7 separate regions of the Mus musculus genome follow, and regions 1, 2, 3, 4, 5 and 7 are each linked to region 6. Evidence: chromatin contacts called from public Hi-C and promoter capture Hi-C data. All regions are on one chromosome and are shown on one strand. The core of a region is the stretch at or near the end of the contact, and the rest is flanking DNA. Distances in the headings are between cores, read along the strand shown.

What was found. Promoter capture Hi-C pulls out the DNA fragments that hold promoters and counts their contacts. Hi-C and Micro-C count contacts between places; a contact is called where the count stands out from the background.
Region 1: a Hi-C map of regulatory T cells shows a contact between it and region 6, with 12 times the contacts expected there. The contact joins the promoter of Cenpn here to the promoter of Nudt7 in region 6. A contact is called at or near these places in 3 of 39 promoter capture datasets (the 3T3-L1 cell line, hippocampal neurons and pre-B cells), 1 of 484 Hi-C or Micro-C datasets (regulatory T cells), 2 of 115 datasets of contacts at active chromatin or transcription factors (acute myeloid leukemia and astrocytes) and 1 of 9 other capture datasets (liver).
Region 2: a contact with region 6 is called in a promoter capture Hi-C map of liver, with 6 times the contacts expected there. The contact joins the promoter of 1700030J22Rik here to the promoter of Nudt7 in region 6. A contact is called at or near these places in 2 of 39 promoter capture datasets (liver and pre-B cells).
Region 3: a promoter capture Hi-C map of pre-B cells shows a contact between it and region 6, with 5 times the contacts expected there. The contact joins the promoter of Atmin here to the promoter of Nudt7 in region 6. A contact is called at or near these places in 2 of 39 promoter capture datasets (hippocampal neurons and pre-B cells).
Region 4: a promoter capture Hi-C map of liver shows a contact between it and region 6, with 4 times the contacts expected there. The contact joins the promoter of Zfp1 here to the promoter of Nudt7 in region 6. A contact is called at or near these places in 2 of 39 promoter capture datasets (cranial neural crest and liver).
Region 5: a contact with region 6 is called in a promoter capture Hi-C map of pre-B cells, with 4 times the contacts expected there. The contact joins the promoter of Cfdp1 here to the promoter of Nudt7 in region 6.
Region 7: a promoter capture Hi-C map of pre-B cells shows a contact between it and region 6. The contact joins the promoter of Dynlrb2 here to the promoter of Nudt7 in region 6. A contact is called at or near these places in 2 of 39 promoter capture datasets (the 3T3-L1 cell line and pre-B cells) and 1 of 484 Hi-C or Micro-C datasets (CD4 T cells).

What each region holds. Positions count from the first base shown.
Region 1 is chr8:116,919,919-116,923,380 of GRCm38.p6, reverse strand. Cenpn (centromere protein N) reads right to left here and starts at 1,641. Exons shown (of 12, transcript NM_028131.3): 1 at 1,598-1,641; 2 at 940-1,053. It overlaps Cmc2 (COX assembly mitochondrial protein 2), which reads left to right and starts at 1,945. Exons shown (of 4, transcript NM_026844.3): 1 at 1,945-2,030.
Region 2 is chr8:116,977,568-116,981,098 of GRCm38.p6, reverse strand. It overlaps 1700030J22Rik (RIKEN cDNA 1700030J22 gene), which reads left to right and starts at 2,140. Exons shown (of 3, transcript NM_027103.3): 1 at 2,140-2,320.
Region 3 is chr8:116,941,681-116,944,912 of GRCm38.p6, reverse strand. It overlaps Atmin (ATM interactor), which reads right to left and starts at 1,520. Exons shown (of 4, transcript NM_177700.4): 1 at 1,163-1,520. The coding sequence starts at 1,486. It also overlaps a transcript of Cmc2 not described here.
Region 4 is chr8:111,641,665-111,644,873 of GRCm38.p6, reverse strand. Zfp1 (zinc finger protein 1) reads right to left here and starts at 1,431. Exons shown (of 4, transcript NM_001037665.2): 1 at 1,262-1,431.
Region 5 is chr8:111,852,235-111,855,691 of GRCm38.p6, reverse strand. Cfdp1 (craniofacial development protein 1) reads left to right here and starts at 1,355. Exons shown (of 7, transcript NM_011801.2): 1 at 1,355-1,548. The coding sequence starts at 1,485.
Region 6 is chr8:114,132,207-114,135,479 of GRCm38.p6, reverse strand. Nudt7 (nudix (nucleoside diphosphate linked moiety X)-type motif 7) reads right to left here and starts at 1,906. Exons shown (of 4, transcript NM_024437.4): 1 at 1,780-1,906. The coding sequence starts at 1,814.
Region 7 is chr8:116,503,543-116,507,061 of GRCm38.p6, reverse strand. It overlaps Dynlrb2 (dynein light chain roadblock-type 2), which reads right to left and starts at 2,047. Exons shown (of 4, transcript NM_029297.1): 1 at 2,013-2,047. The coding sequence starts at 2,015.

The DNA of each region.
Region 1 (3,462 bases), core at 392-2,891, 2.8 Mb before region 6:
ATGTTGATCTTATTCACAACTATGTTTTTAAACTCTATAGCCGTTTTATAACTGTTCTGGCAGGAGCAAAGTCATTCTAAAAAGAGGCACTTGTGAGTGTCCCCACAGAGACATGGAGTTCAACCCAGGGATCTGATGGGGAAGGAAAGGCTGACACCTGGTGCCAGTCAGAGGGAGCTTTTCTGTCTCCTTGTCAGACCCTCTTGCAGAAGGGACTGCAACACCAGGGCAACGATGTCTCAGAGATGGGAGGACCACACCGTGACTAGGGCTGCTTAGTTGTGTATACCCTCTGCTTTCTGTTGAATCTTCTGTTTCAGGACTCAACACTTGGTGTGTGGGTCACTAGACCTCTTTGCTCTTCCCAGTGTGGCCACACTGAATACATGTCTCTTTTCTGCCTCTCATTTAAGACTTGTCTTTTTTAGCCAGGCGGTGGTGGCGCACATCTCTAATCCCAGTACTTGGGAGGCAGAAGCAGGCGGATTTCTGAGTTCAAGGCCAGCCTGGTCTACAAAGTGAGTACCAGGACAGACAGGGCTATAAAGAGAAACCCTGTCTCGAAAAAACAAAACAAACAAACAAACAAACAAACAAAAGACTTGTCCTTTTAAGTGGCCTATGGAGCCTAGCTTGTTAGGGCTGCCAGGGCTGGGGGGTTCTGATCCTAGCAATTTCAGTCACCATGAGCCAAATCACACAGCGAGTCTGGTCACCCAAGAACAATCTCATATGCACTTGACTAATGACTGATGGAAGAGTGACTGGATACCCACCCTAAGCGGTATGCACAAGGGAAGGATATAGTTCCACTGTCTGTCAACTATTAAACCAACACCTTGTTCGTGACAACATCTGAGAGCGTTTTCCTGATCCTCAGTGAGGTAAATTAGAGGAGAGTGTATGCAAAGCAGGCATTTCTCCTATCCCAGTACTGACCAGGCCAGATGCGGCTATAAACTTCGGAGATCAGGGCCTTCGGGGTGGGGTGCCCAATCCTTAGCACTTCCGAAGATTCTTAATTCTGAGTGATCTATCTGCACCATGCCCTTCCTAAAAGAAATGACAGAAAGGGCGTAACACATCAACAAAGTTAGCAAGTCTTTGAGTGAACTTTCTGCCCTGTTACTATTTCAATTTCTATTTTCTAGCGCTTTATTCATGGTAGCAGCTAAGACAAGGCTGTTGAATGTACACGTGACAATAACGATCCGGTAGACCCGCATGGAGCACAAGGAGTATAGCAACAGGAGGCATGGACAAAAACTGAGGCGAGGCTAGGAATTAGAGAGCTGACACCTAGGCTCGACGGAACCTAAGGATCAAAGTAAAGCAGCTCTTGAGCGGGCAGCCCGGAGCCTCCATGGCATAAACGCCAAGGGACATAAAACCCCGCCCCACTCCGGGCGGATATGACGCCATGGACGCTCATCCCGGCCCTCTTGGCCCGGACCCGGCCTCCACTAGTGTCACTCCTAGGCTAAGATCCCGTGGCGGAACTGCGCCGTGGCAAGGCCCCCGTAGATGTCTGAGGCCTGGCTCCTGTAGTCCTCCCGCCGCCTCCGAGTCCAATTCGGTGTCGCTGAGGCTGCCTTACCAGTCCACATCGCCCGCCGTCTCTGCAGCGGTTCCCGCCGAGGTGCTTTTGAAGCCGCCAATGGCCGCTCGGGCCCCGCCCACCTGGCAAGCCCTCCGCACTGCTTCGGCTGCACGGGGGGACGCGGCTGTGGGCGCCTGATGGAAAACGCTTTAGATCCCCAGAGTCGCTGTACTCAGAGACAGGATCATGTAAATATAATTGTTCTCCGTCTCGAATTCCACCTGGCAGTCATCTCTGTGTGCTGTCCCCGCCGAGCCCCGGTGGGATGGCCCTAGATCCCCCTCAGCATGGGACAGTGGACCGGTCCAGGCGGAGCGATGCATGCAGGATGACGCATGCGCGGAGCGTCGGTGCTTGCAAGTCCTAAGGGAGCTGCGGGCTCCGTGTCGGTGACTTCTCTTTCTGTGCTTCTTGTAGGGGCTGAGTGACGGTGAGTGTCGGGTGTCCTTCAGCCTCCGGGCATCTGGCTGCCTGTGGCGGAAGGACGCGGCTCTTTAGCTTCCCACGCCGCGCTAGGTTCACCCATGTCCCTGCCCTTGGACCTTTACTAGGAACACTCTTCTTGGTGAGCCGCGGGCATGAGCTGTCACACTGCTGAGATCTGCCCGCCGCTCGCTGGCATTGCGACCTTGGGCGCGCGCCTGGTCGAGTGCGCGTACCCTGCTGCAAAACTTTGGAGATGCGTGACACTGAGGGCGCATTGAGCTAACTGTTCTGGCTGATAACTAATCTAGGGAGCTGCCGTCAAAAGTTTCTTTACTGAAAAGTCACTGGACTGGCTGGTGATGTGGGTATCTGTAAAGATCCCCCACGGTACACTTGACAAGGAAAGTAATGTTTAGGGTCCGTTAGATAGGCTTCGAGGACGACTGTGAGTGTTTTCACAATAGATGTATTAGAAGCCTCTGTTAAAACTTCTCGAAATCAAACAAAACCCCAGGCAAGGAGGGTAGGATGGTTTGCTTCAATCTCAGCTCTGGGGAGGTGGTGGAGGCAAGAATCAGGAATTCAAGGTCACCCTCAGCAACATAAGGAATTTGAGGCTACACTAGACCCTGTGTTAGTAACAAAACCCACTTTAAATGTATGCAACTTTGCCTTGGCAAAGGGATTCTCTTGACATCTTTTCTGTCTTGTACATCCAGGCCTTGGTATTTGGTTGATCGAAGTGAAAATACGCCTCTCCATTTTCAGTGTTAAATGTCAACATTCAGCAGACATTTATTTCTTTTTTCCTCTAAAATTTCCCTGGTCTTAGCAGACTACTTACCTGCCTACCTGGCACTAGTAGGAGATTGTTCCAGAATGATGCAGAGGAGGCCTATTCTTTTTTTTTTTTTTTTTTTTTTTGGTTTTTCGAGACAGGGTTTTTCTGTGTAGCCCTGGCTGTCCTGGAACTCGCTTTGTAGACCAGGCTGGCCTTGAACTCAGAAATCCGCCTGCCTCTGCCTCCCAAGTGCTGGGATCAAAGGCGTGCGCCACCACGCCCGGCAGAGGCCTATTCTTTTGAGAAGCAGTTTTAAGGTGATAGTTGAGAAATGATCATGTGTGTGTGTGTGTGTGTGTGTGTGTGTGCGTGTGTGTGCGTGCACGCCTGCCTGTCAGAAGATGCTCACTGGAGTTAGTTTTCTCCTTCCACCATGTGTGTTTTGAAGATTGAATTCAAGTCCTCATGCACTTGCTGGCCTTAATTAGTGTGTATTTTTGTATGTGTCTGTTTTGGGATTGGGCCTGACCTCAGTCCAGCCAACCCTCATGCTCTATGTCTATATCTGCCTTACGGATTTGAGACCTGCTTTCTCCTTAACTGTGTTAGCTTGCTGTTTTGGCTAGGTTGGCTAGCCATGAGAACCTTCTTGGGG
Region 2 (3,531 bases), core at 891-3,390, 2.8 Mb before region 6:
TCATCTTTTAGCTACAGATCCCATGGCCAGCCTGGGCTCAGATGAGCTCAAATAAAAACAAACTCCACTACCAAACCAAACCCCTCGGTGACACCCCCCACCCTCTCAAGGAAAGTGGGTAGACTGCTCTAGCATATCTCCTCGGACTACAGCATGCAATTCTATACTTATTTGCTTTAGCCTGGCTCTCATGTAGTCCAGGCTGAACTGGAGGGTAGAGAGTCAAGGACCACCTTGACTCCAGAGTTTCCTGCTTTCAACTTCCATGGGCTGGACTAAAGGCATGCACCACCACACCTGGCATACTTTCTTTCTTTGCCATTTTTTCTTTAGTCTTTGTCTATTTTCTTAACATCTTTGAATGTTTTCAAAGAATTAAAACCTCAGAAATATAGTAGGGGGAAGGGGGGGCTGGTGATGGAGAGATGGTTTAGTGGTCAAAAGCTCTGGCTGCCCTTCCAAAAGACCTGGGTTCAGTTCCCAGGATCTGCATGGATGTTTATGAATGCCTCTAACACCAGTTCCAAAGTATCCGATCCCGCTTTTAACCGCCATGGACACCAGGCATGGAAGTAGTGCACCGACACACATTCATCCAGAATGCCAATACACTTAAAAAATAATTAAAGTTAAAAAAAAAAATTGTTCACAAGGTATTAAATCGTAAAACTCCACAAAACAAAGCAACACTTTGGAGGCTGACTATGTTGGGTTTTAGTAGAACCACTAGAGGGCGCCCCACACAGTATCTGGTATGAAAAAGACCAGTGGTATGGAACTGCAGACTCTGCTGCAGCAGACTGGAAAATTTGACCTGCCCCCTTCCCCACCCCCACTTCTGAGCTTTTCTGTGGCTGTTGAAAAGACTTGTCTACCTTCGGTTGTAAAGATCATGGTTGAGTGGCCAGGTCTGGTGGCATGTGCTTGTAATTCCAGCATTCAGAGACAGAAGGAAGCTGTTGGAGGCCAGACTAGACGTCATAGTGAAAGCCTACCTCAAAACACCGAGGAACGGAGACACATCTTGGTGACAGACTCGCTGTCTAGCAGGCGAACCTAGAAAACAATGAAAGAGTGTGTCTTTATGACTGTCCAGTATGAACATGGTGTACATACATATACACAGGCAGAACACTCATACGCATAAATCCAAAAATACATAGAAAATTTTAGAAATATGTGTCATAGCCCATTAGATACGCTGGTATAGCAATATAATTACAATATCTATCATATATGCTTGTTAAAGTATTTCCCTCATATATATGGGGGAAATAACAAATATTCACAGTCTAGAAGAGGACTTTGTTCCAACTTCATGTGTCATATACATCACATCTTTAGAGGCCGTTAATGCTATAAATCTATGCTATCGATTGTATATATGCTATACTGTATATATATTATATAATGCTATAAGTGTAAAAAGTAGTAATTCTTAGCCATTTTTTCCAAAAGCCTTTGACTCAGCCTGCTTTTGGAGACTTGTTTTCTTAATACTTTTTAAACCAGAAAGCAAAGGGACCTTGGAACTAGACATGAGTTGGGCACCAAGGGCAGCATAGTGGAGAAGTGGGCGGCCCCCTCGCGAGAAACTGCTGCTTCTGCCCCACTAAAGTGGGCAGCACCAAAAAGAACAAAACCAGAAATCCTTCCTGTCAGCAGGTGTGGAAGCCCACGCCCTCGATCCCTTCAATGTTGATTTAGGACATCGAGGAAGGAGGGTTGCCATGAGTTCGAGACCGCACCAGGCTACAAAACAAGGAAGACTCGGTCTCAAAATTATGCAACTAGGAATGAGTCGTCCCGCGAAGTTCTGCTCTCGCTTTCAACACGGGATCCCAAGAAGGAAGGGACGATTCTGCCCAAAGGAAGAAGTGGCCAAATCTCCAGACACTGTTTGTGTGGCCTCTGAGGCATTCCTTCTAGAAGGCAAAAGGCTGTTGCAGCGCAACTTGGCCGCCCAACGTCGCCAGTGCCTGCGAAGCTCTCGAAGCGTCTGGCAACGCGGCACCTAGCAACCACGCACAGAGCGACGGGAATGCTCCTTAGCCCCGCCCTCAGAGGGGACTCCGCCCTTGAGCTGGTTTGTTGCGGGGTTACGTCACTTCCGGCATGCCTGCACCTAGGCCCGCCTCCGACGCGGCCGTAACCTAGGGCAACAGCCCGGCTCTTGGGGGCCGCGACTTGCCGCTCCGGACCTTCCTTACCTCGCGGCCCCGTAGGAGCGTCTGAGTGGCTGTGGCCACGTCCTCACCCCGGGGAACACTCCCTAGACACTTCACGGGCGGCAGAGCCGCGGAAGGAAGCAATCTTCAGGGTGGGTAAGCGAGACGAAGATGGGGTACGGTTCTGGGGTAGCCTGGACTGGGCGGGGCCTAGGGAGCCGCTTGGGCCTCAGGGAGGAGCCGTTTGATAGGCGTGGTCTGTGGGGGCGTGGTTGAGGTTTCAATGGAAGGAGCTTGATGCAGCCCTCTTGATCTTCTGAAGGAAGGGTAAACTCTCAGCTTGTAGCGTGTAGGGAGCCTCTTGGAGGGAGGGAAGGAACTTATGCGGCATGAAGGAGTGTGCAGGGACTATTAGTAAAAGGGAGAAACCAGGTGGGAAGGCGTGGGCGCGAGATTCCGTCTGCCGTGAGCCTTGGGAGCCCTCAGAAGGCCATCCTTTCAGGACCCAGCCCTTAGTGAATTCAGAGAGCCGGAAAAAAAGGGGCGGAATGAAACCCCGTCCAAAACAGAAATCTAGAACCTAGGCAAAAATGAAAAAGGGCACGAGTTGGAAATGGTTGACATAGAAATGGCACACGCCCTACCCTGCAAGTGGAATTATTGGCTGTTGTAAGTTGCTATGTGGGTGCCAGGAACGAACGTGGGTCTTTGGCAAGAGTAGCAAGTGCTCTTAACTGCTGAGCCATTTCTCCAGCCCTCAGTCACCTTATTTTTATTTATTTATTTATTTATTTTTTTTTTTTTGAGACATGTTCTCTCGCTGAACCCAGAGTTCACTGATTTGGCTAGCCTGGCTAGCTGGCAAGCTCTAGGAATCCTCCTGTCTCTGCTTCCTGGCGCTGGAATTAAAGGCTTTCATTCATTATAGCAATTGGCTTTTTGTGTGGGTACTGGGGCCCTTAACTCTGTTTTCTCTACCTGTGTGGCAAGCACTGTATGACGGAGCCATCTTCTTTCTCAAGCCCATTCGAGAAGAAATGCATGGGCTTGTAAGCCAGGAAGCCTAACCTGAAAATGGTAAGCTTCAGGCTCACTGAGAAACTGTCTCAAGGGACTAAGGCAGGTGAGGAAGAGAGCAGGGGTACCTGATGTGCACACCATGTGTGTAAAAACACGAGTTTAAGAAAATGGAAAAATATGGGCTGGAAAGATAGCTAAGGAGTTTAAGAGCACTGGCTGCTCTTGCAGAGGGCCCAGGTTCAATACCCAGAACCTACATGGTAGCTCATGACTAACTCGAGTTCAGAGGATCCAATGCTCTTCTCTGGTCTCCTAGCATGCAGGGCTCGCAGCCTGCGGTACA
Region 3 (3,232 bases), core at 271-2,770, 2.8 Mb before region 6:
AGTTTGAGGATAGTTTGGGCTATACAAGGACATGAACTATCCTATCAGCAAGGGGGACAACACTGAAGGCTGGTGACCGTTGTTGAATGCAAGTTGTAAGGAGCTGAGGGATTAGGCCATGGAATTATTACAGGCACACTCACTCTCCACCCCCCTAAATCATGGTGAGAGAAAGAGAGAATTTAACATTTAGGATGAAAGAGGAAGCTTCAGGTTGGAGCCTGTAGTGAGTTGTGTTCTGGAACGAGGCTCAAACCTTTACACAGAACTTCCTCAGCTTGCCCCTGCTGACATTTCCTGACTGACCTTTCCCTGACATCACTGTTGCCTTTTGTTGGCCTTACTACACTTATTGGCCTTACTACAGAGTAAAACCTAAAAGTTACAGTTGGGGAGTTCTCAGGGGTGGGGGTGGGGGATGCCCACGGTGAATTCACCTGCAGGTCAGAGAGATCCTGCAACCCTCCAAGTAATGACTCAAATCTGACCAGGGGAAAGGCGCACAAAACTGCTTTCAGTGACTTGCGTTTTCCAGTTGGAGCACTGGGGGCACTGAGATCTGACGGTGAAAGGAAGCTTTCTACTGTAAAAGCTGAGCAGCTGTGACTTAACAGGTCTGGCATGGGGGCCCTAACATCTGATTTCCTCCCCCAAGCTTCCAGAGTATACCATGGGTTTGAAAGCCACCGTCCCCATTTATGTAACACGGAGAGGTCTTGGTCAGACATCCGTCATACCAGCTACCGGTGAACCTCCTCCTTACAGATCCACGGGAGAAACCTCCCTCCCCTCTCCTTCCTGCGCAGAGTTGATCTCAGCAGCCTCGTGAAACTTGCAGCTCAAGTGCCCAGAGTCCAACCCAACCCGCAGCCGCTTTTGAGTGACCAGGTAGGACCCACCGGCAGTTTCGTGGGAGGGGCGGAAAGCCTGCGGGGTTGCATCTGGGTGCCTTGGCGACATCACCTGTCGCTCATCCTTGGAACCTGAGTAAACAGGCAGGCTCCCCGAGGTGTTGTGGGCACGCCACCGAGAAGCTGCTTGCCCGGTGCGTTGTGCGCGCTCCCCCGCGCTCTCGCCGTGCTCGGTCGGTCGGGCGCAGGTGGCAGGGCACGGCGCAAACCCCGCACACCCCGCGCCCGCGTCCCCGCCGCGGCCCGCTCACCTGCAGTCGGTGGCTCTTGACGAGGTGCATGTTGAGCGCAGGGCTGTTGGGCAGGATCTTGCCGCAGCCGCGCACGGTGCACAGAATATTGGTGCGCACAGCCCGGGACAGCTCGCTCACAGTCGGCTGGATCAGCTCCCGGGCCGGTGGCACCGGGGCCGCGGCCCGAGCCCTGGCCGGTCTCGGCCGGCTGCCTTGCAGTCGCGACTCGGGCGGCCTCCACGGGCTAGAGGCGGCGGCGGCTCCCCGCGTGCTCGCCGGCGTGGCCGGGACACCCGGGGCCGGACCCGCAGAATCGGCCGCCGCCGCCTCCGTGGCCGCCATGGCTCCCGCACGGCCGCCAGGCCCCTCTCGCAGTGCCCGCCCCCGCCGCAGCCACTTCCGGCAGGGGGCGGGGCCTCCGGGCTCATTAGCATCCGGCCGGTCGGTGGCCGCAGCGCCGCCCGCCGGCCGCGGCGAGCGCGTGTTGGAGGTTGAAGTCCCATGTGCTGGGAGAACAGGTGAATTGGATAGGTTCCATGAACCCACACTTTCTACTTCCTAGGGACCTGAGCTCAGGCAACAGCTGGATAGAAGAGAAAGAGATGCTTTCAGGTTTAACCTTTTTTTTTTGACCGTTGATTTATTGTTATTAGGAATAAATTTTATATTGTAGACTATTTGATTAGCATGCTTAAGGCCCTGGATTTGATCGGTAGCACACTAAAAACAAAACAAAACAAACTTATCTTATTCTTTGAGGCCCCGCCTGGCCTCAGAATCCCCATATAATCAAGGAGTCCTTGAACTCCTTATTCTCTTACCACTACCTCCATACTCCTGGGGTTTTACTAAGCCTAGTGGTAGCGTTAAAGATTGAACCCAGTGCCTTAGACGTGTACTCTGCCAGCTGAGCTACAGCCCAGCCCCCACAGACTAATTCTCTCTTATCTCTGAAGAGGGAAGAGTCTGAGGTGGATCTAGTCGGCTGAAAGCAAGGTGTCAGCTGGGCTTGTTCTTCCAAGGATCTTGCCTTTTTCAGCGTCTAGAGGTCACCTGCATTTCTTTGCCAATGGGCCTTCCTTTACACCAAAATCAGGAATGGGAAGTTGAGTCTGTCACATTTCATAACCGACATCTATCGTCATCATGCCACCTACTACATTGGACCTGGGTATCACAGGGCCAATGGGCTCAACTGCAGAGTCCCTTTGCCTTGGGGACATACTCAGACTCCAGGAATTCTGAAGCAGGCATTTTTGAGAATTGTTCAGCATGACGCTAGGCTTTCTTGTTCAGATTCCAGGTCCAGATTCCTGCCAACTGTACCAGGGAGAGTTACGAAGTAGAATAAATACCCCAGCAAGTGCAAGGGCTTCGGCAGTTCCCATTCAGCCACTCATGAACCTTGTGGGCAGAATGACTTCTTTGTATGTGACTGACTGGTCGGGAGAGTGGTCAAAGGGAGCTAGTGGGGCTAGGGGGATGGCTCTGTGGTTAAGAGCACTTAATGTTCTTACACAAGACAGGTTTGATTCCAAGCACCCAAATGGTGGTTTACAACCATCCATAACTCCAGTTCCCAGGCACGAATGTGGTATACATACACAGATGCAAACAAAGCACTCATACAAATAAAATCAAACCATCCCCCCTCCCCCTTAAAAAGGTATGTATGGAGGAAATGTCTTTAAGCCTTAGTTAGGGTTTCTATTGTGATAAAACACCGTGACCAAAAAGCAAGTTGGGGGAGGAAAGGGTTTATTTGGCTTAGACTTCCAGATTGTAGCCCATCACTGGAGGAAGTCAGGACAGGAACTCAAACAGGGTAGGGATCCGGAGACAGGAACTGATGCAGAGGCCATGGAGGGGCGCTGCTTACTGGCTTGCTCAGCCTGCTTTCTTATAGAACCCAGGATCACCAGCCCAGGGATGGGACCATCTCTCTCATCAATCACTAATTAAGAAAATACCCTTCAGCCTGAAAATACCCTTGCCTGCAGCCTGATATTAGGAAGGCATTTCCTGAAACTGAGATTCCCTCCTCTCAGACAACTCTAGCTTGTATCAAGTTGACGTGAGAACTTGTCA
Region 4 (3,209 bases), core at 182-2,681, 2.5 Mb after region 6:
CAGTCAGTGCTTTTACCCCACTGAGCCATCTCTCCAGCCCAGTAAGAGATTTTTTTTTTTTTTTTTTTTTTTTTTTTTTTTTTTTTTTTTTTTTTTGGAGACAGTGTTTCTCTGTGTAGCCCTGGCTGTCCTGGAACTCACTTTGTAGAAATCCGCCTGCCTCTGCCTCCCAAGTGCTGGGATTAAAGGCGTGCGCCACCATGCCCGGCAAGAAATCATTTTAACCTCAGTAGTCTGTCACTTTTCTGTTCTTATAGCCACTTTAATGACTGTCTGCTGTGCCAGGAAACCGCAAAAGCTATGCCCAGCTGCCGTGAAGAACAGACTGTGTTCAAACAATAAGAAACCACAAGAACTGTGCCCTGCTGCCCGTGAAGAGAACACTGTGTTTAAGAGATAAGGAAATGTACTTTTGCTTAGCTTTCATTTCAAAGAAACGGGGGTTGGAGGTTCGGGATTACTGGAATTTATGTAACCATGGATTTTTTTTTTTAGAAAATGATTAACAGCGGTAAAAAGATTTAATGAATAAATCTTTAGTAAATAAAAGACTGGGTTCAGTTTCTGACAAGAGAACACATGAACTGACAGCTTGTATCCACTACTGACTCATATATTATTCAGTCAGCACCACTCCCACTCACCCCTTTCTCAGGACCATCCTCACCTCAAGCTGAGGCTGGACCTCGGCAACATACTTATATGAAAACTTTTACCCAAGCTAAACAGAAAAGTCAATATTAGAAAAAAAGAAAAGCCAATGTTAGGAAAAAAAAAAAGAAAAAGAAAAATCTGTTATACTGACGCTCAAACCGGAAGTAACGGGATAGACGTGATAATTCCGTGACAATATAACTGGAAACACCAGACACCAGGAACAAGGAGGTTCCAGGAGCCCGCAAAGCCACCGTGGGGGCGTGGCTAGCACCGTGAGCCCCGCCCCCACACCCTCGTGGAGGGTCAAGCGCGCGCCCGCCCGCCAGGCTTCCAGACTCGCCCCCGCGCGGCCTGAGCCCCGCGACGGCCAGCAGTGGCGCGTCTCCCCCCAAAGGGAGGCTGAGCCCGGGAGCTGCCCGTCCTCCTCCGACCCCACACACGCCGACCGCGAACAGCCCATAGGGACCGACTCTCAGAAGAGCTCGAGGCCCGACCCTACGCCCAGGGGTCGCCGCGGCCCGCAAGGCGTCGAAGTTGAGACTCCCACTCCGGCGCAGACGCGACCTTCCTCCCGGGCCCGCGCATCCCGGCCTTGCAGACATACCTGGAGGGGTCTAGCCTCCACTCGCGGTTCCGGGTCACGAGGCTCGCGGAGAAGGGGGCTCTTGTCACCCACTCGCGACTGCAGGTGGGGGAAGGGCGAGCGCTAGCGCTTTTGCGCAAGCGTGCACCTTGTGGAGCGAGCGGCCGTTCCCAGAGTCCTCGGAGCTGTGACGCTGAGGTGTAGGACTACAATTCCCATAATGCCTCTGAGCCGCGCTGCTAGGAACTCTGGGAAACGTACGCATTATTAGTTGGGTAGGGACCGTTTTTTCCAAGTTAACAGTCTGGTTTGTGTTACGGTCCCTTTCATCTTCCTGTGCTGTTAAAAACCCGGATTTGGAGTAACTGATTAAAACTTTCAACAACAAAATATGTGCGTTAAAGCAAATCTCAACCGCACTGGAAGCACACACCTTTCTGGGTGTGGTAGTGCACGCCTTTAATTCAAGCTAGTGAGAAGTAGAAGCAAGCAGAGATCCCTGGGAGTTGGAAGACTTAGAAAGTCTCAGTCCAGTCAAGGCTACAAAGTGAGATCCCCGTGTTACACCCACCCAGACACACACATTACCACTACCACCATTTTCCTTAACCTCTCGGCTCTACAGTTACTTTTGGAAGCACTGGCACAAATAACCCCATGTTTGTTGGTTTGAGACAGGGTCTTGTCAAGCCTAGGCTGGCTTCAAACTAATGATCTTCCTGTTTCAGCTCCCTGCTTACTGGGTTCTGGAGAGGGGAGGAAGCTAAGTAAACTCACTTCAGATACAAAAGCTTCAAAATGAAAGCTTCATTTTCTGTATGGGGCAGCCAGTTCTGGATCTGAACCTCGTCCCCCAAGGGAGACTGCACTGCAGGATGGGAACACAAAGGGGGGCGGGGAGGGGCTGTTGCAGTGACTAATCATATTTTGACACAAGGAGTTAAGGAAGTTTAACATTGGTGGTTGTGCCTTATCCTGGTTTCAATGTCCTGAGTCAGCTTTTGCAGTCAAGTCCCCTCCTGGACTCTGACCTGGCATTTAGAATGATAAGGGAACTGCACGTAGTCCGTTAAATCACGACAGGAAATAAATACACTTACTATTTGCATGCCTTAGTTAGATAATGGGATAATGGCAAAACCCCCTTTTTATATCCATTACTGGTTAACACACAGACATGAAACACCTGAAGAAGCAGGATAGGAGTTGATTCTGGGATCTGGGAACATGAACTCAGTTTTGGCCCTGCCAGCAAGATGGAACTTGTTTCTGAGATGGTTAGACTCATGAAATGTCTCCTAACAGGCGAACGGTACCATGCTCAGTATGATTTTATTTCTGTTTTGACCGTGATTATGAACACTGCATAGCTGCATGCATATGGTGCACATCCATACATATAATAGTCAAAACACTCATGCACATAAAATCGTAAAAATTTGTTGTTGATGATAATTTTAACTTTGCATAAAATATACACAAAACTATTTCTGAGGCATGGGGGGGTCAGGAAGGAAAGGAACGGGGATAGAATTGATCCCAGTGCTCAGAAGTAGAGCAGCAGGAGTAGGTGAAGGCTGATCTGGGCTATGGGAGACTGCCCCTCACATAGAGGGGGAGTAATCTCTAATCTCTCTAATCTCAGCACTTGGGAGACTGAGGCAGGGTCACTGCTATGAGTGTGATACCAACCTGGGCTGCTACACAGTGAGTTCTAGGCTAGCCTGGGATAGAGAGTTGAAGACCAATCTCAAAACTAGAGCTGGAGCCTGCTGTGGTGTGCTCAATTTTAATCCCAGCACTCAGGAGGCAGACACCATTGAATCTCTGTGAATTTGATGCCGTCTTAGATTGCATAGTGAGTTCCAGTACAGCCAGGGCCATGTAGATTCTTCTTAAAAAAAAAAAAAAAAAAAAAGCACCACCACCAGCAAAAGCAGGGCTGGAAGGTGGTTCAGAGGATGACGGT
Region 5 (3,457 bases), core at 106-2,605, 2.3 Mb after region 6:
AAGGGCCAGAGGAGGTGACATGCTTAAATTTGAGGGCACAATTAAGCATTGGGTCACATTCTTCTACGTCACCTTCCCCAGCCCCCTTTAGATGTATTCCACACTGATATTTTGACGGCTGTGAACTCTTAGGCTGATTCCCATTGCCATCCCATTGGTCAACTCCCACCAGGTTTTACCCACTCATCCAGAGCATTGGTTGGTCCTCCCGATGTCTCTGCTAAAATTTCCTATTGGTTGTTCCTACGGATTTCTCTGCTAAGATTTCCTCATCTTCCTCCTTCATGTGCTCCGAGAGTTCGATTATTCTCAGTACAGTATGCATTATATTCTCATCACAGTTTTAAAAAAATGTGTGTATATATATATATATATAAAGGCGTGCGCCACCACGCCCGGCAGAAGGTGATTTCTGAGGGACTAGGGGCATGGCTCAGTGGGTGAAGGTGCTTGCTGCACTGTACTACATACATGCCTGGTGCCTATTGAGGTCAGAACCAGGGCGGTAGTGAACCGCCATGTTGGGGATGCTAGGAACCAAACCTAGTTTTGCTGCAGAAGCAACAAGTACTGTTAACCTTTGGGCCGTCTCGCCAATCCTCACATACTCACAAATTTAACTGCTTTTCCATCCATCTTTCCCGTTGTTTCAAAAGTGTCAATCTAGCACTTTGTGTAGTGGCTTCCCTCACAGATAAGCGGATTTCCTTTTGTCTTTTAGTGATTATCGGATTGTTGATTCATTAATGCTGAACTTACTGCCAACAGTACTTGTAACTCAGGCCTGAATGTAGCTTACTTAACAGGCCGAGTTTCTCAGGAAAGAGCGTCGCAGTCTTCTTGCGCTTAGAATATTAGACAGAGTTTCGGTAGTGTTCTTGGGAGCAATTTTAGGCAGAAAAAAAAAAAAAACAAACAAAAACAAAAATGCAGGGAAAAGGCACAAAAACTGCATTAAAGAATTCGATTCTAGCGAGAGAATTGAATCAAAAAGGCAGAGCCTCAGCCTTGCTCAAAAGTTGATGGGAACTTTAGCATCTATCTATTCAGCTTTCAGTTTTTACTCGCTGAGCATATCCGGGAGCGACATTTTAATCTCTGATTTTAGAGTTAGAAAAAATATTAGCTTGTGAGCAAATTTCAAAATAAAAAGACAAGTATAAAGAGAAAGTACTATTTCCGCAGATAAGCCATTCTCCATTAAGGACGCACGGTACCGTTGAAAACTACAAGCCCCAGCATGCATCGCTTCTGAGAGGTGGGGGTCCGGAATCCCACAAGGGCCCGGTGAGTGTAGACTGACCAATCGCAGCAGCCGGAAGTGTCGTCTCTGACCACGTGGCACTGCCTGCGCATGTGCGCTCGCCTCTAGGGCGGCCCTAGCTGCTGGTCCTGTACCCCTATGGTCTCGCCCTATATCTAGCTTCGCTATTTTGGGGCAGTGGCCGCAGTCGTGTGGGTAGCAGGCCCCAAGTGACAGCAGCATGGAGGAATTCGACTCCGAAGACTTCTCCACATCGGACGAGGATGAGGACTACTTGCCGTCCGGTGAGCGATTCGGCCTGAGGCGAAAGGAGGGTGGTTTCCACGCTTCACACCTCACTCGAGACTCTCCCGGACGGTCCCCAGGGCGTGGGCCTCGTGATCGCGAGGTCCCCACGGCCCGTGGGCTCCGGAGTTCGGGTTATCAGGACCCCGGCCCTCAGGCGGCCTGGAACACGCATGTGTCGGTTCTGCATAGCTGCTGTCCTGGGCCGCCGCCCCCTCGGAGCGCGGGAACAGGCGCGTGAAGCCCGCAGGCTGAGCGTACTACCTACCTACCGGCTGGTTCTGGAAGCCGACCCGGACATTGGAGATTGTTTTTAGGGAATTGCCAGCTTCCTTCACGTCCGAAACTCAATTGTCCGCCTCTGGGTTCGGAAGGGATCGGCTTGTTAGAAAGTTGATGTGATAATGTGTTTTCCCTCTTTGCAGGAGCTACCCATCGTCCTCTTTTAAGAACTTTTTCAAAAGTTTTATTTTTAGAGATTTTATGGCACGTATATCAGTGTTTTTTCCTGAATGTCTGTCTGTCTCTGTACATCATGTGTGTGCCTAGGGCTTCTGGGACTGGAGTTACAGGTGGTTGTAGAGCTGAGTCGTCTCGCCAGCCCCTTATTATTTTTGTGTATGTATGGCGGTGCATTCAGGTGGCCAAAGAGGACAGAAGGGGGTATCGGGTCCCCAGGTGAAGGAGTTACACTCAGTTGTGAGCCGCCCGACTCTGGAACCAAAGTCAGATCCTTTGGAATGAAGCGCACACTCTTTTTTTTTTTTTTTTTTTTTTTTTTTTTTTTTTGAGACAGGGTTTCTCTATAGCCCTGGCTGTCCTGGAACTCACTTTGTAGACCAGGCTGGCCTCGAATCCACCTGCCTCTGCCTCCCAAGTGCTGGGATTAAAGGCATGCGCCACCACGCCCGGCTGAAGCGCACACTCTTAATGGCCTAGCTATCTTTTTTTTCTTGGGGTGCGGTAGAGGAGCACACTAAGAATCCAGCTTATGCGAGGTCCAGACAAATCTTTTAAACATTTATGTGTGTGAGTGTTTTGCCTACATGCACATCTATTTGTATGTATCTACATGTATATTTAGTGTCTTCAGAGCCTAGAATAGGTATTAATATCCCCTGGAAGTCGAATTATAGACGATTGTGGACCCTTGAATCGGGGCTAGGGATTGTAAGTGGACCCTTTGAAAAAGCAACCCGTGTTCTTAACTTCAGCCAGTATGTCTTTTTTGTTTTGTTTTGTTTCGAGACAGGGTTTCTCTTTGTAGCCCTGGCTATCCTGGCACTCACTCTGTAGACCAGGCTGGCCTTGAACTCAGAAATCCGCCTGCCTCTGCCTCCCGAGTGCTGGGATTAAAGGCGTGCACCACCAATGCCCAACTACCAGTACATCTTAATACCAAAACATACTCCCTTCTCATCTTGTACCTTGCCCTGGCTTAGGCGTTTCCGTAAAGTTATTTATTCCAGTGTAGTTGCTTAGGCGAAAAGTAACTCTAGGCGTTGTGGATAAGAAAGCTAGCTGTGCAGCTTAAGATCCTGAGTTCAGATGCCCAGCACCCACAGAAAAGCTGGAGGTATCTTGTGGGTGCCTCTAACTGTGGCCTTTTGAATGTTGACAGGAGCAATCCTCGGATCTCACTGGCTTAGTGAGCTTCTGTCCAGTGAGAAACACTGTCTCAAAAACATTAGGTAGGGCTGGAGAGATGGCTCAGTGGTTAAGAGCACCGACTGCTCTTCCGAAGGTCCTGAGTTCAAATCCTAGCAACCAATGGTGGCTCACAACTACCCGTAATGAGATCTGACGCCCTCTTCCGGTGCATCTGAAGACAGCTACAGTGTACTCACATATAATAAAATAAAATAAATAAATCTTTAAAAAAACAAAAAAACCCAAAAACATTAGGTG
Region 6 (3,273 bases), core at 657-3,156:
GCTACAAGGCGGTGCCCAACAGACTCCTCCAGCACTTACCCCAAAACCTGACTCGGTGACTTTGAGGTGAGGCCCGAGGGTGAGCGCTTGATCCAACTTCCAAAGTGACAAGGTTGCCTCTGTGGCAGCTCAAGGGACTGTACCATCACTGATAGTTACCGCCAAAGTTTAGATTCAGCACCACAAATGGGACTGTTTTCATGTGGCTCTTTCCGAGTCCCTCGGATGAGCTCTATGCTTTATGCTGCTTGTTTGCATGGTGTGTGACAGTGACCACCTTATTCATGTCAACATAGAGCCTGAGAATGTGGTGTTATTCAGAAATGGGTTCTTTGCAGATGTAAGTAGTTAAGGCTCTTGAGATTGCACCATCCTGAATGTAGGGAGAACTCCCAATCCAACAACAGGTGTCTTTGAAGGAAGAGGCTATAGACATAGATGTACACACACACACACACACACACACACACACACACACACACACACACACAGAGAGACAGACAGACAGACAGACAGATGGGAATGGGGACCCAAAATCTGCTGCTATAAGCCAAGGATGATCGAAAGTTACCAGAAGCTGGAAGGGGCAATGGAACATCCCCAGAGACTTCTGATTGTGTGCCTGCTAATACCTTGATTATGGACTTCAGACCTGATTATGGGTCCTTCAGACCCAAGAGAGGCTAATTGCTATTCCTCAAGTCATCCAGTTGGTAGGACTTTGTCACAGTGGCTGTAGAAAGTGTAACATTAGTTCTCACTATTCCGCAGTATGACTGTGCAAAACCAGATGTTTAGGTCAGCCAGAACTCATTCCATCTCAAAAGCTGGGTGGAGCCGGGTGCGGTAACTAGCTCACACCTGCAACCTCCTAGTGCTTGGAGAAGCTGAGGCAGAACGACTACCGAAAGTTTGAGATCAGCCTGGGCTACCCATCATCTCCTGGAGCCTCGAGAAGTCCTCATCTGTAACTTGCTCGAGGGTAGCCGTGCAGGTAAAGTGGCCAGTTCATGAACAAGGTGGCCCTGAGCTGTGAGTGTTAATCACTAGCGCATCCTTAACAAGCCTTTGGTTAGAGGGGTTTGCTTATTCTCAAACACCGCCCCCCCCCCCCACAAGCCCCATCCCATCCATGTGACAGAGAGCTGGCTGCAAACCAATCAAATGTCCTGGAAAGGGCCAATGAAAGCTGGCACACAGTACAGCTGATACTCACAGGCCTCTGTCCAGAAAAGACAATTAGCCAGCCAAAGAGGAAGAAGGCTTTTAAACAACCCCTAGAACTGCCCAGAGGCAGCAGGAAAATAAAAGTCTAATTGTGTCGAGACAATACCATCAAAATAGGAGCAGGGCTGGCCCATTCTGTGTTGAGTTCTCAGAACAGCCTTGTAGTACTGAGGCCAGGCTGGGAGCAGCAATGCCTTGAGCAAGAACCTCGGTTATGGGTGGAAGAAGCCACCCAGGAACTTGAACTCTGTTTGGCTGATGCATAACTGTCTGGCCATGTTGGGGTTCTGAGGTTCCGCTGTGGGGGTTCCTGAAGAGTGACTCGGATTGGCAAAAGGGAAACGCTGTGACCCTGGGAGATGAGGACACGCCTGCGCGTGTGTGAATCTTGTTAGGTGAAAACCCCAACTCTGTCCCCAGGAGCAGAAGAGCAAAGTTCCGGCTGGAGGGGAGCCCTGAGGAGCCTGAACTGCAGGGTGGATAGATAGGGCCTGTGCAATGATCAGAGCCCGGCTTGGTCAGGCTCCGGTGCTTGGAGCCGGAGAGCTTTACCTGACAGGCTCCGGGAGTCCACAAGGTCGCGACATCAGCCCTGCAGTACTTCCTCTTACTAGCAGCAGGAGACTTCGGGAAGCAAATAGTTCTGACGCGCATGCGCTTAGTAGCCCCAGCTAGGAATGAGGGCGGGGACTTTTCAGGGAGGAGAGGCTGAGGGCGGGGCCCTTCAAAGACGCCCGAAGTGCTAGGGGCGGGGCCTATAGGTAGGGCGTGTTCGGGGCGGAGTTAGGTCCGAAGGTGGTGCTGACCGGATTTAAAGTGTTGAATACACTAAAAAAAAAAAAAAAAAAAAAAGATTGCTGTCTAGTAGCGTGGGCTTCTTCAAAACCATGGAGCATGTGAGAAAATTTGCAATAAGCAGTTGTAAAAAGTACTTAATTTTAAAAAATTAAAAATTAATTACGCTTGCCGGGCATGGTGGTACATGCCTTTAATCCCAGCACTTGGGAGGTAGGGGCAGGCAGATTACTCTTGAGTTCCAGGGCAGCCTGGTCTACAAAGTGAGTTCTGGGACAGCCAGGACTGTTACATAGAGAAACACCGTGTCTTGAAAAACCAAACAAAAACGAAAACCAAAAACCAAAAACAAAACATTTTATTTACTAGTGTGTGTGTGTGTGTGTGTGTGTGTGTGCGCGCGTGTGTGTGTGTGTGTGTGTGTGTGTGTGTGTGTGCGCGCGCGTGTGTGCGTGCGTGTGTGTGTGTGTGTGTGTGTGTGTGTGTGTGTGTGTGTGTGTGCTACAGAATATGTATGAAGATCAGAGGACAACTTTCAGGAGCCAGTTCTCTCCTTCCACCCTGTGAGTTCCAGGAATGAAACTCAGGTAGGTAGGCTCAGAGGCTGGGAGGGGAAAAGGAGGCTGGGTGGAGAGTTGGGGGCTTGGAAAACCAGGCCGAGCTCCTCACTCCTGGCCAAAAGAGAGTGTCTAACATGTAGCTCTCCACACCTCCACCCCCACCCCAGTATCAATGTCTCCAGTGTCCTGCTGCAATGCAGACTGCCCAGAAGCACACACCTACTAAGTCCCAGGAGGGTGGCAGGTCCCCAGTGTAGGTAGATGCTGCTGTCTGACACCTGCACCTGTTTTCAGGGATGAACTGCCTAGCAATGGGAGAGCTCCATCACCTCACACAGAGCTGAGAGAGAGTGTGAGCTGAGCGGGGAGGCTGGCCGGAACTGAGACTGGGGGGGGGGGGGGAGAGGGGAGCAAGGCAGGCTTCTCCAAAGACTGGCATAGTGTCTGACACACAAACTTAATGATGGGCTTTACAATTCATATATCCTTCCCTAATGTCACACATGAGTACAATGTATCTATTGTAAGTGATTACAATAACACCCACCTTCCATACCCCTCCATTTTCCTCCCAGAACCCCCAACCACATCTGCCTCCCCAATTCATGTCTTCTACTTCTTTTTTATTTTTCTTTTCTTCTCTTAAAATTCAAAGAAATTGAATGTAAAATTAAGTAATATATAAGAATGA
Region 7 (3,519 bases), core at 798-3,297, 2.4 Mb before region 6:
GTCCATAAGCTGCCCTTTCTGAGACTCCTTAGTTACTTCTGTTTCCCCCATTGGGGGTTCATTCTGGTGACCAAGCTTACAAAGGGCAATTCTGTGCAAGCATTGTATTGCAGGATGCCGGAGCACCCTGGCTGTGTCTTGGTTGAAGCGGAATGTTCGGCTATGGGTGTCTGCATTAGGGACTCGCATCTGGGTTTTACGCTTACCTTTTTGAGCTGGCTGAGACTAAAACCACTCGGTTCCCTGTGCTGTCTTATTCCCAACAGCACATTGCGACTATTTACACTTCTTGTAAAAATATAGTTTATTATTTTATAGGGATGGATGCTTGTCTGCACGTATGTCTGAGCACCATGTGCATGCGTAGGGCCAGTGGAGGCCAGAAGAGGGTGTCAGATCACTTAGACATAAAGTTACAGACAGCTGTGAGATATCAGGGGTTGCTGAGGCTTGAACCTGGGTCCTCTGCAAGAGAACCTAATGCTTTTAACCACTGAGCTTTCTCCACAGCCTCATATGCATTTTTTTTGGATTTTTTTTTTTTTGAGATAGGATTTCACAGTATATAGCTCAGCCTGGTCTTGAACTTGCAGCAGTCCTCCTGCCTCAGCCTCCTGAGTGCTGGGACTCCAGGCAGGCATTACCGTGCTCCACTTAGCCAGGCAGTTTTGTGATGAGAATCTATTCTATTGTTTTCTTTCCCAACATCTCACAAGTGAACACTACGTTACTTCAGTCAGAGACAGGCTTCCTTCTGCACCCATTGTGGAGGTGAGCAAGCACTTTTCTCGTTTTTCCCACCACCAGGGCAGGTGTCTTTTGAGGAAATGTCAGGCTGGATTAGTGGCTTTCCTCATGGTGGACACTGGTAACATTTAATTTAGCATGTTCTTTAAACTACACCATGGCCCAAAGCTTGGAGAAATGCATCTGCAGAGGCCACCCCAGGTCACAAACGGGCTGTCACAAATAAAGAGGACTGTGAAAACAAAGGAAGAGAGCATATGTTTACATTTCAGTAACACGAAAGCTCTGAGCCTGAGGTGTCCTCTGGAAAGGAAAAGGAGACATCGCCAGTGACAGTAATAGCAAGAATCTGATAGTGCCAGGGACTTGTTTTGTCTCATACACAGCCTGGGACAAAACCAAAACCAAACCAAACCAAACACCAAAACCAAACAACAAACAAACCAACCCAACCGACCAACCAAGAAAACGCAAACCCCAGTAAATGTAGACATTTTTTTCTTGGGGTATCTCTCTGACACTTGGCATTTCTTGGTCTCCTTATGTCTGGCACAGAATACTCACAAACCAGCCCAGTTCTGATCGCCTTAGGGGCTCCTCAAAGTCACGGACCTCTCCTCCCTTCCTCCACTGCTCCTCTCAGCTCTCTGCTCCTCACCTTTCCTCTCCTCCAAGGTGGTTCTCTTCTGACTCCCAGACCCCTATTGCAACCTCCTGTGTCCCCAGGCCACTCCTGTGCCTCTCCTCCTCTCCCCTTCACTCTCCTTCCCTCCTCCTCCTCTCCCTTTCCCTTTTCTCCAACCCTTTTCCTTCGTTTCTTTCTCTCCCATCCCCTTCCTTCTCTTCTCTTCCCCTTTGCCTTTCTTTTTCCCTTTCCTTTTTTTTTCTCTCTTCTCTCTCCTTCCTTTTCTGTGCAGGCGAGGTTGGGGTAGCATCCCACCTTCCTCCCCGCGTTCTCTCTCCATTCCTCGCCCCCCCTCCTAGTTTTTATTTCTTCCCTCTTTGTCTCTTACTCATCTCCCAGCCCCCTTCCCATTTTTTTGTTCTCCTGGTCTCCTTCTTTCTCAGCTTGGGATCTTTCTTTCTTTCTCCACCTCTGTCATAGCTCTTTGCAAACTTTTCTGGCTCCCAGATTCATCTCAACACCTCCCGTTTTTTCAATAGCGCCCTTTCCAGCTGTCATCCAGTAAATGGTGAGACCCTCCCAGGACAGCTGTGCACATGAGTCTCCCCCTCTACCCTTCTAGACAAGAACTCAGATTTACCATCGCGCCTGTGGGACAGCTCCTGGCTCAAGTCTGAGTTGCAGTTTCTGTGGATGTCAACAACGCTTCCCCCGTTGCTAGGCAACCAGGCAGGAAGTGGCTTTCTGAAAGCTATGGGCTGCGCCTGCGCAACGGTTAGGCTGTTTCTGAAGCCGGCTTTTCCGCCCTGCATGTGGCAGGTTGCTTTGCAGCCTAGCAAAAGAAGGCAGGCACGGACGTTCCTTCCCAGGAACCTCAAGGCGATGGGGTCGTGGCAGGATACAGTCTCTCCTGGGTTTAACTTTTCTTCTTTTTCATGCTTTCTGGAGATGTGGCCGGCACTTGTCCCTGAGTCAGGCAAGTGTAGGTAGCCACTTGACCGCCCCCACGTGAGATATATGATACACACATGGGTGCCAATAATACCATCCTGAGATATAGAACTATCCATGTGGGAAACAATAACACACTGTGGATATGGTAGCACGCAGGGAAGGTGCTCATGTCCTAAAACCAACCGATTTCACTTTATCTCTGAGAATTTGGTACTAGAGCTGAGCCGATCTAGAAAGGGTTTGTTCTGCTGCTGTGATAAACAAACAAACAAACAAACAAAGAGCAACTTCGAGGAGAAAGGGTTCCGTCTAGCTTACAATTCCAGGTCGCAATCATTGTGGGAAGGCAAGGCAGGAGCTTGAAGAATCTAGTTAGATCCACACTCAGCAGGGGGAGAGAATGAGAGAGGGGGGAGGGGGAGAGGGAGAGGGAGAGAAAGGGAGGGAGCGATAGAGGAGGGAAAGTAAGAAAAAGCAGAAGAGAAAGAGGGAGGAAGGAAGAAAGAAGGAAGAGGAGGAAGCCTTTATCCACAGCTGTGATGGGAGGCAAGCAGGATTCCAGCAGGAGCAGCTCTGGCAGGAGAACAACAGCTCAGAGAGAAGTGGCCAAAGTGACTTCCAACCAGCAGTAAAGTCTGATTCTGCGCATAGGGAATCAATGGGGGAGAACGGGAGCCACTTTCTCCTCATCGACCTTTCCCTCCAATGATTTCTCGGAGGTAGCTTGGTTTAATTTTGATGCCTTCTCTTTGGGGTGGGACTATGATGGATATCCAAGGTGGTGCTTTATAAAGCGCCTTGAAGGAATCCAACATGTTCTCGGGCCCCGTCCTAGGTACTGGGAATTCTTTCCACCCCTTCCACCACCTCCCAACTCTCCCCCTTCCTTTAAATTCATGCTAAGTGCTAAATAACCTTCAACTCCACTGAAAGTGTTAGTTACTAAAACTTGCAAGCACTTGGAAAAACCAAACCGTAGGCATATTTTACTCTTCCTTGCCCTTAACTGTCAAAAACCAGAACTTCCTTCCCAACAAGAGGGGGTCTCTCTTGTTTGTTGACTGTCTCCATTCTGATAGAATCGCAGTAATGCTGTGACCTTGAGTTTCCCCTTGGTATCTTATTTACTTTTCTATGTAGCTTTGGCACTCTTTTGGCAACCATTGAGTTGGACTGCACTTTTTATATCTTGT